Linked DNA regions of Zea mays: region 2 is linked to region 1. A link is a contact called in public Hi-C data. All regions are on one chromosome and are shown on one strand. Each heading gives the region's core, a stretch centred on a gene start, on an enhancer-like site or on the middle of the called end of the contact. The rest is flanking DNA. Distances are from core to core; before and after follow the strand shown.

Region 1 (2,717 bases), core at 83-2,582:
CCTAGAACAACCAATGGCATTTGGTTTGCTGGTAAATTATCTCTTGGCTCCGTGTGTTCCCTGTGGCTGTCTGTCTATAATTTATGTTCATTATTTTGTTCCGGAGACCGAAGAATCTGAGGACTTGTATGTATCTGGGATCAAGATGTGAATCTCGCATGTACCAGATGACAGAACTGTTAAGACTTATATTTGTCTGAGGTTAAACTGCAAGACTTTTATTTAAGCTAGAACTTTGATCACTATAGGATATGGCATGATATAGCAGGGCTCTTGAGATGCATTCTCTTGTGCGTGCTTGGTAACTGTAGTCGTGCAACTGTTGACGGCGTTTGTTCAGAACAAGTGGTTGATGAATTTGAAGATGGTTTAGGGAGTGGGAATGATTTTGTTTGTGTGCGTGCGAACTTGTAAAATCTCCGTGTATGAACTGGCAATGCTTTTATGGTATTGATCATCTGCGGTGTGTTAACTGAGTGCAAAATATGGTATTTGTGAATTGTGATGTGCGATGCAAATTCAGAAGAACACATCCTTTTTCGCTGTAAAAACATCGTCCATGCTCCTAATAAACTGAGCAAAGAATCAGATGAAAGCCTGGACCCAATTCCTTGGCAATTTGTTGGCAGCCACCACCATATATACTCACGCCCCAATTCCAGCTAGCGATAGAATCCATGGCTAACGGCACTCATCGATAACGACATGCGCCTTGGCGGTAACCTGAATGCAACACTATTGGCTATCCACACTCATGGATTCGTTTCGCCACACGCATAGATTTGTTCATAGATTTGTGGGAATTGATATGAGCATACGGTTTAGATTGAAGCCAACTGATTAGGGCATGTACAGTGGAGAGACACCAAAACGGTTCTCCAAGCACAGGAGACAACTAAGAGACTATATTGTACAATGGAGTGTCTATAAACGTAGTCTATTAATAAATACAGAATTAAATGTATTTGTATAGCATCAGATAGATAGAACAGACGACAAATTCGTACAGTGGGAAGTGAGACGTCTGTTGTTACTTGGTTTACGAGCCAGAGGCGTCTCTTCACGGAGAGACGGCTCTAACATTTTTTTGCAAATAACCCCCTAAAACACCTTAAGAGCCCCCACATTAAACACCACTGTACATGCCCTCAGTAGAGCGAACAGGCCAGAGAGAAACCCTGGTCGAAACCGAACCAGAGGATCCAACAGCGATCGGGGCCGTCCCAGCAGCGAGCGCGAATCTCAAAGCCCCTAACCCCCATTTCATCTCACTAGTTGGCTTTCCTTTCCTCCTCGTGCGGCCGTAGCACCGTGCCCCTCTCGAGTTCCGACTCCCGCAGTCCGCACCTCTCGCGCTCGCCTTCGCTTTGTCGCCACGGCGAGCCCCACGCCGCCGATCGGGGCGCCGCAAGCGGCGGCGCCCGTTCCGATGGACGCGGATGTGGGGGCGGGGGCGACGAATCAACCGTGGCCGGAGCCCGACGACGCGCACCTCTCCCCGCCTCCGCCTCCGCCTCCGCCTCCCGCCTCCGCCCCGACTCCAGCCGCCGAGGCTGCCGCGCCCACCGCCTCCGCGGCCGTATCGCCGCCAGCGCCGGCGGAGGCGAACGGCAACTCCGACAGGAAGAGGAGGTCCGTGCGCCTCCTCCCTCTTCTCTCTCCCTTTCCCGCACTGTTTCGGCCGCGCGCCCGGTCTCCTCTTTCGTTTCGCTGCGTGCGATCCGCTCCCGCTTACACTCTCTCCCTCCGTCCCTCTGTTTTTTTTCCCTCTTTGCTGGGTGGGTGGATGTGGATCAGGAGGAAGGCGGACGACGGGGACGGGTGCAAGGCCTGCAGCTGCAAGAAGTCCAGGTGCCTCAAGCTGTAAGTTTACCCCTTTCGCCCCTGGCCTGCACTGCACTGCCTTCTCCATTGCTCCGTTCGAGCCCCCCCGCGCAGTGTACGTGCCACCGTGGGATGAGGTGTGGCTAGAGAAGAAAACGAGCTCTTCACTCCCACATGTCGTCGTCAGTGTGCGCCTAGGATGTCTGTACCGTTTTTGGTTCGGTGCTGATTCGGTTTGCTGTCGCTGACGAATCCAGTGCTGTTTCTAGGCAGATGTTTTAGGTTTAATCTGATTAGTCTTGCATGTTTCAAATGTACGGTACTTTTTTCTTTTTTTCTTTGTTTCGTCAATCTCACACCGCCTAGTAGCAAAATGCCGCGGTTTTATTGAGCTCCCAGTAACCCCCGCTCGTAACTGGATGTACATTAATGAGAAGAGGCCGGTTCCATTGTTGGTTCCAAGTTGACCAGTGCTTCTAGGTTTACTATATCCTACTGCAAGGCTGCACTTGCACGGCGGAAGAACAGGCTGCTGCATTTCCCGGTGTGTCCGTGATCTGCCTATTTGGATGTAATGCTGTGTACCGCTCGTCCTGTGGAGGGAGCTAAGTTTGCTGATGAGGGTTCCACATAAATGCAATTATGGCAATAAAGGTGAACACTGAACCGATGTTTTCAAGTTATAAAGTCAGGTTGAGTTGCCTGGGCACTTGATCACTAGCCAAATAGTCAGCTACACTGCTACAGCCTACAGGAATGATTAGTCTGGTGTCCTGTTGGCTCATGCTGCCTACTGCCGAGCTGGTTAGTTGTACCTGATTGTAAACCCAGTTAACTCATGTGCTGAGGGCATTAACATCTTGCAGAGCATGGGATAGAAACTGCAATGTGTG
Region 2 (2,717 bases), core at 106-2,605, 570 kb before region 1:
GAAGGTTGTGTCTGACCGGGGATCATAGTTCACTTCCTGGTTTTGGCAGAAGTTACATGAGTACATGGACACGAAGTTGAACTTTAGCTCAGCCTATCATCCCTAAACTGATGGCCAGACCGAGAGAACAAATTAGGTGCTAGAAGATATGTTAAGAGCTTGTGCCCTTAAGCATCGTGGCAGTTGGGATAAGAGCTTACCCTACACTGAGTTCTCTTATAATAACAGTTATCAAGCTAGCCTGAAGATGTCCTCGTTTGAAGCTTTATATGGAAGGAAGTGTAGAAACCCTTTGTATTAGGATCAGACCGGTGAGAGACAGTTCTTTGGACCTGAGATTATCCAAGAAGCAGATGAACAAGTTTGAATAATAAGGGAGAATCTGAGAACTGCACAGTCAAGGCAGAAAAGCTATCCGGATACCCGAAGAAGACTGCTACAATTTGAGGAAGGTGATCACGTGTACCTAAAGGTGTCACCGATCCGGGGTATGAGAAGGTTTAAAGTCAAAGGGAAGTTGTCCCCTCGCTATATTGGACCCTTCAAGATCCTAAAGCGAGTTGGGGAAGTGGCTTATCAACTGGAGTTACCAAGCCATCTGGCTGATGTACACGATGTATTCCATGTATGTGAGTTGAAGAAGTGCCTCAGGTGCCAGAAGAGCAACTACCTATGGAGGAACTTAGTGTACAAGGCGATCTGACCTACACGGAATATCCTATCAAGGTCATCGATACCTTGACTCGAGTCACCAGGAATAAAGTGATTAAAATGTGCAAAGTCCAATGGAGCCATCACAGAGATGATAAAGCTACCTGGGAGGGAGAGGAAGAACTAAGAGTAGAATTTCTTCATCTTTTTCCCTGTTCATCTTAATCTCGAGGTCGAGATTCCTTTTAGGGGGTGGTAGGATTTGTAAACCCTAAAATGAGAATTCTAGGGCACTAAATATTCAAGAAATAATACTAGGGTTATTTCTACTTCGTGTTTTATTAAAGAGTCATGATCCTTTCTAATAGAAAAAAGGGAGATTCTTAATTATAGAATGATTTTTTCTTTATTAGGTTCATATGTGTTAAAGCCTTCTAATATTTAGAGGAATATAATAATAAATGAATACAAGATTTGTATCACTTTGTATTTTTGGTTCTGTGCATATTTTGAATTTAATACCCCTTACCTAAATTTGGATTTAAAGTAGGAAAGAATAAAGAAGATAGAAAAAGGAAAAATAAAAAAGAAAAGAAACAAAAAGAAAAAGGCCACTCTGGCCGAGTTTCCTGGGCTCGGCCCAGCTACATCCCGCGCGCCGCCCTACACCAGAACGAGCCACTGTCGCATGGTGCCGCCCCGCCAGACTCTCGCATGCGCTCTGATGTGTGGGCCCCATCGGTCAGCAGCTCCATTTCGCTCGCCCTCACTAGTTTGTGGTCCGTGCGGTCAGCCATCCTCTTCAGCTCGTTGCGCTGAGCAAATCCTCTCGTGGGCGCCGTAACAAACCGCCACAATCCTTGCAAGTTCCAGCTGGCCATGCAACCGGCATCCAGTTGCATTGGCTTCATATTAATATTGCCTACACATTAAACAACAATAATTGGTTCTGTTTTTAGAGATAATTAAATGATAGTTTAACATGTGCTCATAAGGTTTACTTTTATAATTAAAATAAATGCAATAATTGTTATCTATAAGCTATGCTAAAAGATAATCTCTGATCAAGTCATAACTTAGTTTAAGGCTAAAGTATCTATTTCATAATCTCTCAAGAATTGTATTCAATAACATAGAGTATATGCACTATCACTATTTAATCGTATAAAACCACGAGAAATCATATCTTTATAATCGTAACTCCGATTCTAGTGGTTCTTGAATCTACAATCTCATACAACACATAGATCATTACTATGTATTTTGCCCTCATGTTTGGTGTGGTGTTAATTTCTCCTATGCAATGTTTGTTTGTATTGTTGCGAGTAGACGGGCAAGTGACCGAGGAAGCCAGAACAGAGCAGGTGGAAAACCCTGAGCAGGAGCTCATTGAAGGCAAGTTGTGCCATTGATCACTCTTCTTTACCCAATAATGTTCTTTTTAATCACTGTGATATGCTTAGGCTAATTTTGATGAGATCCAGTAGGTCACCCTAGTTTGGTTTACCTTACACCTTGCTTACCACTGAACTTTTGGGGTAGTATTTGCTATTGCTCTATGTGGTTTAGGGTGTTAAGATACATATTAATCATGATCATGCTATTTATTGTTAATAAATTACTTATTGTTCATGATAAGACTACTATGTTAACTGGAACATCGAGAACCACCCGGGAAAACAGTGCTACCACAAGGGTGGTATGGGACGCCATTAGCTGACTAATTAGAAAATTTAGTGGAGGTCTACCTTACCCGAAAGGGGAAAGGGAGGTAGGGGAGTTGTTGGTAGAGGGAGGTTCTCGGGTTGATCATGCTGCGATGGCCTTTCAGAAGGGGATTCATATATCGCTCTCCTCAGAAACTGTAGCGGGGTTTCTGAAGCTAGTGGAACTTTGTAAAGGCATTACAGTGCTATCCTGCCTCGTCTCCTTGACAGAGATGAATGGGAAGTCGCGATCCCTTGGCAAATGGGTAACACAACTTGTGGGTAAAGATGTGCAACCTATGTAGAGTGTAAAACTGGTATATCAGCCGTGCTCACAGTCATGAGCGGCTCGGACATGAA

Evidence for each region. A called contact is a pair of places that touch in the nucleus more often than the background predicts.
Region 2: a Hi-C map of tassel shows a contact between it and region 1, with 2.5 times the contacts expected there. The contact joins the enhancer-like site here to the promoter of LOC100217281 in region 1. A contact is called at or near these places in 2 of 25 Hi-C or Micro-C datasets (ear and tassel).

The regions. Positions count from the first base shown.
Region 1 is chr3:121,287,680-121,290,396 of Zm-B73-REFERENCE-NAM-5.0, reverse strand. LOC100217281 (Protein tesmin/TSO1-like CXC 4) reads left to right here and starts at 1,332. Exons shown (of 6, transcript NM_001143632.1): 1 at 1,332-1,632; 2 at 1,798-1,863. The coding sequence starts at 1,430. It overlaps LOC100216775, which reads left to right. Exons shown (of 11, transcript NM_001317372.1): 11 at 1-484.
Region 2 is chr3:121,857,414-121,860,130 of Zm-B73-REFERENCE-NAM-5.0, reverse strand. No RefSeq gene overlaps it. Among protein-coding and RNA genes, the nearest start is that of LOC103650483, 190 kb to the left of the region's middle. Within about 2 kb of position 1,355, at least 14 of the 20 cell types and tissues checked have an H3K27ac peak or open chromatin away from gene starts, as enhancers often do. A contact at or near this core is called in ear and tassel, where this site is marked.